2 separate regions of the Mus musculus genome follow, and region 2 is linked to region 1. The links are chromatin contacts, called in public promoter capture Hi-C maps. All regions are on one chromosome and are shown on one strand. The core of a region is the stretch at or near the end of the contact, and the rest is flanking DNA. Distances in the headings are between cores, read along the strand shown.

Region 1 (6,638 bases), core at 2,826-5,325:
TTCTCTTGTGTGCTTGCTCTCAATGGACGCTGTTACGTGTGTTGAATTTGTGCTGCTTGGCAATGTTGTAGAGCCATACATAGCAGATTGTGTAAATGAAGAGGTTCTAGCGCCTTCCACTGTGCCTGAACATGTTTTAATTGGGGAGAGGGGGAAGAGAATTAGAGAAGAAGGGATGATAAATTTGATAGATTTTTATCTTTTTTTCCTGTTATTCCTGAGAAAGGGATGGGAGCTAGCTCCATCTCCCACTAAAGCACAACTGGACTTTCCTCCCCGCTGTGTAGAAATTGACCCATGAACCTGTAAATTTGATCAATGGTCCAGTACTCCCCCTTTCTCTTCTGAGCAACATAGTATTTTTGGGCAGCAGTGACTGTGCCACAAGATAATTCCTGGCTTGGATTGTTTGCAGGGTGGCATTGCCAATGTGGCAAGGCTTTGTGGGAAAAGCACACCCATTCACCTCAAGCCAGCTTTCTCACACTTGCCTTCCTCGTGCTTTGCACACTCCCTGGTGCTCGGGCACAAGTGCTCTGAGGTGCCAGGCACGCTCTTCGGGCCCTCCCCTTTTTCTCCCCTCATGAGTCACACATGCCACATGTCCTGTGGATTATCTTTAGCATCACAGTCCCATGCCTCCATTCTTTACATCTGACCTGTGCAGCAGCATTTCTTGTGAACCTAGCAGGCACCAGAGGGCTGGTGGAATCCCCCAATTCCATGGGCAATTCTCTGTGTCCTTTCTCCCTGCACGCGCACACACACGTGCATACACCAGGGCTGAAATTCATCCTTGCTGAAATATCACCATTGCCGCAGGCCAGCCTGTGGTTCTTGCTGCCTCCCACAATAGACTCCTCCTCCATCCCCAGTCCTGCATCCCACTTATGGACTATGTGCAGAAGTATCGGAGTTGGAGTTCGGAGTCTGCTGTGATCCTGATCCTGAGGGTTCGCAGCGCCTTCTCCAGGATGACACGTGGCTATGCATGCAGCACCACTTCTTTTTTGTTTTTGTTTTTGTTTTTCTTTTCATTTCAAGTTTATTAAAACTTTAGCAGTACAAATTATCCAGGTAGCAGATTATCAAAAGATCAACTCAATGAAGTCCACATTTTAAAAAACGGGGGGGAGGGGCCACAAACATAAAACAACTCCAAAACAATGAAAACAACAAATAAAAGGAAGGTTCAACAGTAAGTCTTCAAAACTTAAAATGTGAGACAGGAAGGAATTAAGAGTACACAACTCACTCATCCACTTTAGTCTTCATCTGTTCCAGGGCTTGATTCATGATCACATTTTTAATTTTTGTCACGTGCATGATCATTTTCTTGACCCTTTGATTTTTTATTTTCTTTTTCCACCGGGGATCTGGTCTTTTCGTCCTCTTGATTTTTTAATGTGGAGGACTTCACTTCATTGTCCTGACCGCTTTGCTTTGTTTTTGACACTGGACTTTGCTCTCTATCAGCCTTTTTTCCCCTGTTATTATTTGAGCTATTATGATCATGACTTTTAGAGTACGTTCTTTTCTCACCCTCAGAATTTTCTTTTCTGTGTGAACTCTTACTTTCTTGGCGTCTATATTTTTCTTTGTTTCTACTTTGACTTTCTTCTCTCTCTGAGCTCCGGGAATCCCTCCTTCTCCTCCTCCTATCTTTACTTCTCGATCGTCCTCCTGTTCTCTGTATCTATGGTACTCCTTGCTTCTGCTGTGATCTCTGTCATGGCTTCTGGACTGCACTCTTCTGCTCCTGTCCCTACTCCTGCTTCGCTCCCTTGTTCTACTGTTGTAACTGTGTTTACTTTTAGTCAGATCCCGTTCTCTACTCCTGGACTGTGCACGTCTATCCTTTTCTTTACTTTTGCTATGGTCATGTTCATTACTTTTTTGTTCTACCTGTTTGGAGTTCTCTTTGCTTCTACTCCTTTCCTGATCTTTCCCTTTAAGATCCAGTGGTTTTTCTGTTTCTTTAGTAGTCTCGTGATCCCTTTCTTTACTTCTTGACCTCACCCTCTTGTCTTCGTGTCTGCTGTGCTTCGAGTCTCGCTCCTTACTCTTGGATCTCTCTTTGCTCTTGCTCCTACTCTTGGATTTGCCTCTTTTCTTCACTTTGTTTTTGTTCTATTTATCATCTTTTTCAGACATGTGTCTGTGATCTGTTATTTTTTTCTCTTTTACTCTAACTGGGCTCCTTTGATTTTCTTATATTTCATTTAACTCACTCTTATCCCCTTTGATCCATCTTTCACCACTTGACACCCTCATTCTCTGAGCTCTCTGCATCTCTTGTCTCCAATGTGGAGGAGTCTCACTTCGTTTGAATCGATCCCTCGATCTGGATCTGGAAGAAGTTCGATAACGCCTCGGTCCTCTTCCTTTAATTTTCCTGCCAGACCTAGTAACTAAGAATCGTCGCTGGTGGGCTGGTGAGATGGCTCAGTGGGTAAGAGCACCCGACTGCTCTTCCGAAGGTCCAGAGTTCGAATCCCAGCAACCACATGGTGGCTCACAACCATCCGTAACAAGATCTGACTCCCTCTTCTGGTGTGTCTGAAGACAGCTACAGTGTACTTACATATAATAATAAAATAAATAAAATTTAAAAAAAAAATGGCTCATAAGATCTTTAAAAAAAAAAAAAAAAAAAAAAAAAAGAATCGTCGCTGGTATGAAGCAGGCTGGGAGTTAGGTGGGATTTCTCTCTCTCTCTCTCTCTCTCTCTCTCTCTCTGTTTTTCCTCTCCTTGTCATCGGCTTTAGGAGGACTTTTTCTCATTAAAAATCTATTTTCTGGTATAGGAGGGATCTCTTCTGGACAGAGAGTAGACTGGGGCTGTGCATCAACATTTTCTGCTTCACTTTCAGATGGGCTTTTCTTGCTTTTCTTTCGCTTCTTCTTCTTATGCTTTCGAGAATTTTTCCTATGTTTCTTTTTCCTCTTTCTGGATTTTTCTTCAGAAGCACTTTCAGAATCAGAAGACTCGGAGGAGGACGGAGAATCGGGTGAGCTATCTGAGTCACTGGTTGGGGGGGGGGGGGAAACTTATGCCTTTTCTTTTCTTCTTTCTTAACCTTAGACATCGGAATCAGCTCTCCACAACTGAGTATCCGAACTTCAGCAAATGGTTTGCTAGCAGCATCTGTTTTCTTGTTTTCAATCTCTCTCACAACTTCCTGACCAGAGATCACTTGCCCAAAAACAACATGGTGCCCATCTAAATGAGGAGTTGGTTTTGTTGCTATAAAGAACTGAGAACTATTTGTATCCTTTCCTCTGTTGGCCATTGATAAGAGAAACTCTTTGCTGAGTTTAACAGCAAAACTCTCATCTTCAAAGAATCCTCCATAAATAGATTCTCCTCCTCTTCTATTCCCTTCACTGAAGTCACCACCCTGAACCATGAAATCCTTGACAACTCTATGAAAGAGACAGCTCTTATAATGTAATGGCTTCTGAGTTGATTTCCCTGTCCCTTTTCCACCTGTACAAAGGCAGCGAAAGTTCTCACATGTTTTGGGATATACACTGGGAAAATAATTCAAAGACAACTCTTCTAGCAGGTTGATTATTAATGGCAATGTAAAAAAAAAAAAAACAAAACAAAAACAAAAACAAAAAAAAAAAAAAACCATCGAGGACGCTGGACCTTTATCCCCATGGTTCCAACACTTCAGTCTTTAAGTTGGGGGAAACAATAAAAACCAAAAATCCACCAAGGATGCCCGAGCCAATTGTTTTGCTCCACGCCGCAGCGCTCCTTCTCTGGGTTCCGAAGCCTCCAACACGAACCTAGCTCCTGGGAGCCAGGCCGCCGTCGCTGCGGCCATATTACAGCTTGTGCGGCAAAATGCGTCAGGGAGGAGGTGTGCGCCCGAGCACGGAGGGCAGGGGCTGGAGAGGAAGAGCCGCTTCCTTCGCCCCCGGGCTCGGCAGCAAGCCGCTGGGCCACCACCGGGCCCCAGGCCGCGCCGCGATCCCCGGGGCCACCCCTCCGAGCCCGAGCAGCCCAGAGACCTCAACGGAAACACGGTTACCTCCGCCCAGAGGCCCGCCGCGGCTCCGCCCCGCAGCACCATTTCTTATATCACATCTGCAGCAGCCAATCTTCACTGTCAGCTTGTCTGGATTTGGAATCATCTAGACACACCTAGACTCTTTCGGGTCCATCTTTGAGGGTGTTTCCAGAGAATTATAGATCAGGAGGGAAAGCCAACCCCGGGTATGGGCGGTACCATCCCACTGGCTGGGATCCCAGATGGAATAAAAGAAACTGTTCTTTCCTAAAGTTGCTGCTGTCAGGTCATTTGTCATAGCAACAACAACAACAACAACAACAACAACAACAACAACAACAACAACCAAGTAGGCTGTGGACATTTCTTAGTCAGCAAAATGTTTGCAGCTTAAGCAGTAGGACCTGAGTTTGGGTGCTGAGCATCTACATGAAAAGCCAGGTGTGGTAAAACACATCCTTAGTCCTGGCCCTGGGGAGACAGAACAAAAGGATGCTAAGGCCTTACTGTACAATCTAGTCAAAGCAGGAAGCTCCGTGCTTAGCAAGAGACTCTGTCTTAATATGTGTAGCTTAATCTTCTTGTGGAACTCCTAACAGAAGGAGTTGGGGGTATATCTGACTCTTCTGCCTGCTTTCCGTCCTACTGGGTTGCCTCATCCAGCATTAAAACAAGGGGAGGCACCTAATCCTATTACAACGTGATACACCATGTTTGGTTGATATCCCTGGGAGACCTGCTGTTTTCTGAAGGGAAATGAAAAGAGAGGAAATGGGAGTGCGAGGGGAGGATGGAGTGGAAACTGTAGTCAGAATATACCTTAATGTGAGACAAGAGTAAATTTTAAAAGTTAAAACAACAACAACAAACTTTTTAAAAGTGGGAAGTGATTGAGGAAGATCTCTATGCTAACCTCTGCCTCCTACAGACCTTTTCTCCCTCTCCTTCTCTCTTACACACACACACACACACACACACACACACACACACACACACACACCACGCGTATTCACAGAGAGAGTATCTGATATGGATGGGAATAGAATATCCGACTCCCATTCATCCACACAAGAATGAGCTGGATATATGACTCAGTGGTAGAGCCCCTGCCTAGAATACCTCAGTGAGGGGCAGGGGGCGTGGCTCAGTGGTAGAACTCCTGCCTAGAATCCCCCAGTGAGGGGCTGGAGGTGTGGCTCAGTGGTAGAGTCCCTGCCTAGAATCCCCCAGTGAGGGGCTGGGGGCGTGGCTCAGTGATAGAGCCCCTGACTAGAATCCCCCAGTGAGGGGCTGGGGGTGTGGCTCAGTGGTAGAGCTCCTGCCTAGAATCCCACAGTGAGGGGGCTAGGGGCGTGGCTCAGTGGTAGAGCCCCAGCCTAGAACCCCCCAGTGAGGGACTGGGGGCGTGGCTCAGTGGCAGAGCACTTTTTTTCTATCATAAATGAAGCCCTAGATTCAATTCCCAGTACTCTAAATAAAATAAAACAAAAACCCAACGAGAAAACCAACAGTAATCTGTCAGTCTTTTTCATGAATTGACAATTCATGACTTATAATTTCTAAAACCGTAAGCATTATTTTACCCTCTACCTGAATCGCACTGATTGGTCTTGGCACAGCTGCTGTGATAACTTTTCCATCAGGGCCTTGTGATGACAGAGAATAGCTCTGTTCTGCCGGCTGCTGGGTCTAACAGGTGACAAAGATGTAGATCTGGCTGGCATGGAGACACAGATCTTTAATCCTAGTGCTGGGAGAACAGAGGTCAGCCGGTTGTCAGTGAGGTAGACGCCAGCCCTCCTGTTACTTTTATTTTGAGATGAGGTTTCCCTAAGTTGTGGAGACTGGCCTTAAACTCACTCGGTCCTGCAGTCAGGCCTCGGACTTTATGCTCATATACTTCAGCCTCCTAAGTCGCTGAGGTGACAGGCCTGTGCCACCAGGTCCAATTTGGTTTTCTTTGTTTTGTTTGGTTTTGGTTTTTTGTTTTTGTTTTTGTTTTTGTTGTTGGTTGGTTGACTTATGTTTTGTCTTTTGTTTGGTTTGGTTTCCTGCTAAGCAAAGCTTTCACCACTGAGACCACACCCCCCAGTCTCCACTTTTTAAAAAAAAGTTAGTAAATGTTTGATTTTGCTCTGTCCTTTCTCCCTGAGCTAAGGTTGGCATCATTCACCCTAATGGTGGTCAGTTGCCAGGATAAAGTCAGGCCTCCCTCAGTGGTGTATACAGGACGCAGCTAGAGATAGAGATCGTGAGCTGGTGAGCTCTTATCGATTAAGAGAGGATCTCGGCAGAGCCAACTAAGCAGGGCTCACAGGGGCTTACAGAGACTCAAGTGACAACTGGGACCTTATGGGTCCTCTGCTTGTACGCTATGGCTTCATAGCTTGGTGTTCTTGTGGGACCCCTGACAGTGGGAATGAGGGCATCTCTGACTCCTTTGCTGGCTCTTGGGACCCTTCTCCTTCTCCGGGGTTGCCTCATTCAGCCTGATGTGAGGTCCGTGCCTAGTCTTAGTGTACCTGGTTGCATGCCATTTTTTTCTGTTTAGATAGTTTTAGAGCTTCTACTGTAGGAAGGCAGGGAGAAAGGAGAGAAGGTAGAAAGAGAGAAGGA
Region 2 (6,638 bases), core at 2,801-5,300, 160 kb after region 1:
GTGAGCCAAGAGAGGAGTGGCTGGCTAGGCTTCAACGCGGGGACTTCACCACTTACCGTTTAAAGGAGGCACACGGCTAGTCTGTTCTCTGCTACTTCAAATGTACAGGAATGTTTCCCCCTGCTTTGTTCTTATCGATTTTGGGGTTTCGTTTTCATTGATTTTGGGGTGTGCATGTGTGTGCCTGTGGGTGTGTACTCACACGTGTGTATGAAGATCAAAGGACAACTTTGTGAGGATTCTCTCCTACGATGTAGTGGGTCCTGGGGCTCAAACTCAGGTCATCAAGGGCAAGCAAGCCCTTTTATCCCTTGAGCCATTTTGTCACCATCTTATTAAGTGTTTAATGTGTTTTGTTATGACATTTCCATAGGATACTTTTATGTTTATGTTCTCAGTTCTTATTCATGCCTCCTCTCCCACTCCACCCCTGCCCTCCCACTCCCACCCCTGCCCTCCCACTCCACCCCTGCCCTCCCTTATCTTTTTTTTTTTTTTTTTTTTTTTTTGAGACAAGATTTTTACTGTCAGTCCTAGAACTCACTAAGCAGGGCAAACTGGTCTCAAAAATCCCAGCGCTCTAGCTTCTGCTTCCTGAGTGCCTGGGATTACAGGCCCAGTTTACCCAGTTTACATATAGGAAAAGCCTTATCTCTCTGAGGGCTCAAAACAAACTGTCACAGTGTGAAAGGGACTTCTAGGCCAGGGTGGTGGCTCACTGGAGAGAGAGACGGAGACAGAGACAGAGGCAGAGAGAAATTGCTTAGCATGCCTGAAGCGGGTGGTGGGGGTGGGGGTGGGGGTGGTTGGGGTTTGGGGTGGTCAATCAGGAGCACCTCATAAGCCTGGTGGGATGGTACATGCCTTGCATTGAGGCCTTGGAGGCAGGGGGACCAACTGTTCAAGGTCATACTCAACTGTATAAAAAAAGGGGGGTGGCGTTTGTTTGGGCTAGAAGAAAGAAAGAAAAGACTCCTAATGTTATTTGTACTCAAGAAGACTATATATATATGTACAAGGATCTGGCCTGCCAGTGAGGGGGAGCATACAGAGGTGACTGTTAACACCCGCAGTGGGAAATCTGTGAAGGGCTTCAGAGTTTGTTTTGGTTTTAGATGATTTTTTTCTAGATGACTCAGTTTTGTCTTATGTGCATGAGTGTTTTGCCTGCTTGCATGTCTATGCACCACATGTGTGCCTGGTGCCCACAGAGGTCCAAAGAGGGCATTGGAGCCTCTGGAACTGGAGTTATGGATGCTTGGGCACCAGCTCGTGGGTGCTAGGAATCAAACCCACGATGTCCTCTGTGAAAGCAACAGGTACCCTTCACGGCCGAGCCATCTCTTCAGTGCCTTTCAAAGTTTTTGTAATCCTATTTTTTTTTTTTTTTAAAGATTTATTTACTTATTTATTATACGTAAGTACACTGTAGCTGTCTTCAGACACACCAGAAGAGGGCATCAGATCTCATTATGGGTGGTTGTGAGCCACCATGTGGTTGCTGGGATTTGAACTCCAGACCTTCGGAAGAGCAGTCGGGTGCTCTTACCCACTGAGCCATCTCACCAGCCCGTAATCCTATTTTTTATTTGCATATTTATTGCGTTAGGAGAGAGCCAGTGAAGGCCACAGTGTCCATGTGGAGGTCACAGATGACAGACAACTTCTGGAAATCGGTTTTCTCCTTCCACTATGTTTACCTTGAAATTCAAACTCAAGTTGTCCGCTTTGGCAGCTGGCACTTCTACCACAGAGCCACGTCCCAGTTCCTCCAAGTCCCCTAACACCGAGAAGAAGAAGAAAAACAAAAAGGTTTGAGATTTGGTTGGGTCTTTGGGACAAACACTGATTTTGGGCTAATGGGAGTTCTCACCTGCAGCAGAAGGCTAAGCAACTCAGTGCTGGCAGCAGGAGTTTCTGGTGGTCCGGGAGTGGAAGGAATGACCTCACACACACAGGATAAATGGAGGGTGCTTCCTGACCCGGGGAGTAAAGATCTCGGGCGTCACTTGCATGGAAAAGGGAAATCACGGGATTTTCACCAGTGCGCGCTCTCTCTCTCTCTCTCTCTCTCTCTCTCTCTCTCTCTGTGTGTGTGTGTGTGTGTGTGTGTGTGTGTGTGTGTGTGTGTGTGTGTAAGACTTGCAATGTAGTCCAGTCTGGTTCCACTTTCCTCCCAAGTTGTGGGAGTATGACCACACTGGATCTGTGTAGGAATGGGATGGAACTCAGGGCTTTCTGGGTGCTAGAGAAACTGTTTACCAAATTCTCTACTGATAGCAGCAGAGAGGCCAGCCCAGGAGTCATTCTTACTGATACACTGTCTTTGGGTTTTCGGAATAATCTGATGGGCTCTTTCATCTTTTCAGCTGGGTCTCATCAACCGAACCCTCCTCCACGCCTGCCTCTGTCATCCAGGCTGCTTGTCTCTCCTCTATTGAGGCGTTAATCGTCTCTGCATACTAATGAATTGCTTATCCCACTAAATGTGAAAATTTTTAAGCAATCAAAGGCTTGAAGTGGGCTGCTGATGGTGGCTCCTAGGGTGAGAACAAGCCACGACTCAGAAATTCAGGGGGACCCGGATGCAGAATGATAGCTGCAAAAAAGGGGGTGTCTGTGGATAAGAGAAGGGGAGCCTGAGTCTGCGTGGGGAAGGAGGAGGGGACTCCCAGATCTAGCCGGTCAGCCTGGCTCCAGCCAAGCCGGCTGTTTCCTGCCCTGGCTGACCCCCCACCCCGGAGCGGGACCCAGGCAGGGCTGTGAGGAAGGGCAGGGGGTGGGGAGCACTACTTGCGCCAGGAAGATAAGTGCACGGGGACAAAAGGCCATCACGGGTCTCCCGCGCCCGCTGGTGTGTGTGTGCGCGCAGGCGGACAAGAGGTCATCACCGGTCTCCCGCGCCCGCTGGGGTGTGTGTGTGCGCCCTTAGGGTATTTGGCAGACTCCCAGGTGCCCCAGACTCCTACCTCAGAGTTTCCAGACCCTGTACTAATTACCTTAAATTAAAGTCTCCTTACCGCAGCCCTTAAAGGACCGACTTCGGGAACAGCACCTCTCTCATCCAACCATCCCGTGCCCCACACTCACAGTGCCCTGATGTAGATAGGAGGCCGTCTTTCCTGGACCCTCCCCTCAAACTGATGGATGAGAGGGGGTGCTAGCAAATGAGAGGAAGGGCCCTCCCAGCCATCCCGAGGGCCCCCAGGAGCCAGACAGGAAACAGCCTCAGGAAAGAGCCACAACGGTCCCTACCCCCGCCTTGGAGGTCAAGGCTGCAGGCGGCGGGGAAGTGTCCCCCTCCTTTAAAAAAATGAAATGAGGTGTTACGGAGATCCCTCACCCTCTCTGACACGCCTGCCTTTTATTTACATTTTCTATACTTTGGGTTTCAAACCACTTTCTCCAGCGTTAGGCTGCGCGCTCAGTGGATCTCCAGGACTTAACGAGCACGCACTGATTGTGTGAGCGCTCTCTCCGGAGATAGACAAGCTGGGATTATTGCTTGAGGAACGGAGGTCTGTTGGGAAGCTCTCCATACCCAAATGCAAAGTTTTAACCTTCTCCTCCCAAATGCAATCCCCTGCTCCAACTAGGTGGCAGGGGGCGCATCCAGATGTGGAATCTCAGGTCCCGCTGCAAGGTCAAAGCAGGCTTTGTGTGGGGGCATTCACATTTACGCACACATCTGTGAGGCCTGGTAGGTTCAGGTCAGTCCTGAGGATTCCTGGGCTACTGCCCCAACATGCACAATCAGGGGTAGTAGGCATGGGACACCCAGCACCCCTGGACAGTCCCTAAGTTCCACACATGCCGCCCCTCCCCCTCTTGCAAACTTTCTCCTAACTTCCCGACAGGCTCAGTTCGGGCGGCCCCCCCTCTCATGAATTATTCAGCAGCATAGGAGCCAATCAGCTCCCCGTGCACCCCCCCCTCCCAGAGAAACCCGGGCTCCAGGGTGTTGGGAGATGGGGCGGGGGGAAACTCTGACATGGGACTGTCTCCGCCTCCTATGCGCCCCTCCCTCCTAGGCCAGGCGCCGCCCGACTCAGTCTCGACTCGGCCCAGCCCTGGCCCAGCCTGTTTCCCTCCCTCCTGCTCGGTTCCCACTTTGGTTTCCACCTTCCTTGACCGCGACCGGCGCACTAACCCCGGCGGCGCGACATCCACCAACCACTCCAGGGAGCGAGAGAGACCGCGAGCAATCGGCCCACCCCAGCCAGCCAGGGCGGGACCCCCGAAGCCCCGAAGGGACCCCTAACTCTCAGCCACGTCCCGATCTCCGCCCGCCCAGCGACGGCCACTGCCAGGACGTCCCCCCTCAAGGCTGGCCTCCCCGCGCGCGCGCGCTGCGGCGGGGACGTGGGGGCCGCACCTGAGCGCGGGTGCCTGGCGCGCCCGCATGGGCCATCGTTGAGAGGCCCTCGACGGAAAGTCCCAGCAGCAGAGTCGGTGTGCACCCGCCCAGGGGAGGGTCAGACCTGGGGGGGCCAGGGCCCCCCAAACTCGGATCGCATTCAGCCAAAGTGAGGCGGCGCCATGGAGCTCCGAGCGCTGCTGTGCTGGGCTTCCCTCGCCACTGCTTTAGAAGGTGAGTTTTCTTGGGGTGCCCCCTGTTCTTGGGGTCCCCCAAAGTTGTGCCTCAGAGTGCAAAAGCTGGTCTCTCCCTATCCCAACTCCGGTACCCCTTAAACACTTCGGACCAATAGCACTAGAACGGGAGGGGGCGGGGAGGAGGCGGCCTGGCGGGGAGTGGGGTTTTTCTTTTGTTTGGGAAAGAGATGGAGTCGAGAGCTCAGACCCGGGACCTTCCCTTACCCAGCCTTCTAAATTCTCAGTCCTGATGCCAAAGGCCCATGACAGCCTTCCTTTTCCTGTCCACCCTAATGTTCAAAACTATCCCCCAAAGTTTTTATCCTCTCTCCACCTCTGGCTAAACTCCAGGGGAAAGTTCCTGAAGGGGCACTTGCAGGCGAGGCAGACCCCAGCTAGGCCGTAAAGCGACCCCCACCTCTGGTTCCCTAGCGTTCATTCACACCTGGACTCCACACCCCAGTCAGGATGGCCCCATCTGCAGCCCCACTCTCCAACTCCCAAATGGCTGGCCAGGCTACTGACCTCGTGCAGACTCTTTTCTTGTTTTTCTCAAGGCTGTACCCCAACCTTTTACATGCCATTTAGACCTCAACTTTTCCCAAGGCTGAGGCTTTCTTCCAGCCATGCAAGCCCGCAGAAACTGCCTAACACCGGCCTGTGTCGCCCTAATTCACCCCAGCTGGCCGCCTCCTAGCCCGCCTCAGATTTCTGGTTTTTTTTTTTTTTTTCCTTCTGTATTCCTCTCCAAATGCCTCTTCAGATCTGTGAGCCCCTAACTCCACAGTCCCTCTTGGGGCTGCACAGGACTCATAACCCCCTTTCCTGCCTCCCTAATCTCTTTTCAATGAATTTGGCTCCCCCACAACCTCCCTTGCTGCTTAGAATCAAAGGAGAATCTGGGGAGTGGGACACAAGAGTGGGGGAGATCTCTCCCTGAAGCGATGGAATCAAAGGAGCTCCCTCTAGGCTGGGCAGTGCTGTTCTGGGCTGATCAAAGTGTGGGAATGGGGTGAGGACAGACTTTGGGCTCCTGGAGAGGAGGAAGTCAAATGGGCAGAGCACCCATGAAGTGTGTCTGGAGGGAAAGACGGGCCAATAGGAAATGCCCCTTCTCGCCTGCGCTACCTGAATGATTCTCAAGCCCCTGCCTTCACCTGTGCCAACTGCGATTATTTTACTGTTATTTTGCCCAGCAAAAAAGGAGAGTTCTTGTTTCCTTAACAGGTGACAAACTAAAGCTTTAGAAATGTTAATTAGTTTATCCAAGGCCTCAGGCCCTAAAGGAGGTGTAAACTGGGAGATGTGGTGGTGGGGGGGGGAGGGGACGACGACCTAGAAATGGAGCCCTGGAGGGAAGGAGGTGAGAGGTGGGTCTGGGAACTGGGGGACTGAAGTGAGCTGGAGGCAAACTGGCGTGTTGTGGATGCAGGGAAAGTGAGTCTGGGCTCAGCTCAACAGGCTGAAGAGCAGCCTGTTGCACAGACAGTGTGTAAATTGGAGACAGGAAAACGCTATCCAGGCTGGAACAATGGAGGGTGGGGACGGCGGCCTCTATCCACCCCCTTCCCAGAACCGTGGGCATCCTGTCCCCAACGTGTTCTGCTGTCTCCTGCCACCCATTAGAGGGGCCGGTAGGCTTTGCCTCTGGCTGCTCAGGTTCCTGCCTGCCCCCTACACCCTGAGACAGCACCGCAACTTTGAGGTGATGCCTCCCTCATCCACCCTAACTCCAGGCACTCCTCTCTCTCAAAGCCAAAGGGGAGGGCGGGACCTGGTCCCAGGTGTTCCGCTGACTCCCCTGGAGGCCCACTCTCAACGCATGTGGTTCCCAGACTCCTGCCCCCTCCCAGGTTGCCTACCCTCACCAGGGGATTCCCCAACCCTCCCTTCCTCCCTCCCGGTTGTGTTGCCAGTGAAGTCTGCACATCTCCTAATCCCTTCCTGGGTCAGCATCATGTCTGCTCCCCTCAAATGATCCCAGAGCCCCTCCAGGTGTGTTCACACACAACTCCCCACCCCTAAACTCTCCTCCTTTCTTTCTC

What was found. Promoter capture Hi-C pulls out the DNA fragments that hold promoters and counts their contacts.
Region 2: a promoter capture Hi-C map of hematopoietic stem and progenitor cells shows a contact between it and region 1, with 4 times the contacts expected there. The contact joins the promoter of Ephb4 here to the enhancer-like site in region 1. A contact is called at or near these places in 8 of 39 promoter capture datasets (the 3T3-L1 cell line, the SN4741 cell line, embryonic stem cells and 5 more) and 2 of 9 other capture datasets (adipose tissue and liver).

The regions. Positions count from the first base shown.
Region 1 is chr5:137,185,571-137,192,208 of GRCm38.p6, forward strand. Gm40349 (cell wall protein DAN4-like) reads right to left here and starts at 869. Exons shown (of 2, transcript XM_030254982.1): 1 at 812-869. The coding sequence starts at 869. It also overlaps the pseudogene Gm20768. Within about 2 kb of position 4,076, at least 85 of the 459 cell types and tissues checked have an H3K27ac peak or open chromatin away from gene starts, as enhancers often do. A contact at or near this core is called in embryonic stem cells and hematopoietic stem and progenitor cells, where this site is marked.
Region 2 is chr5:137,346,059-137,352,696 of GRCm38.p6, forward strand. It overlaps Ephb4 (Eph receptor B4), which reads left to right and starts at 4,051. Exons shown (of 17, transcript NM_010144.6): 1 at 4,051-4,591. The coding sequence starts at 4,540. It overlaps Gm52791 (a long non-coding RNA gene), which reads right to left and starts at 3,994. Exons shown (of 3, transcript XR_003955817.1): 1 at 3,021-3,994; 2 at 1,874-2,008; 3 at 1,542-1,780.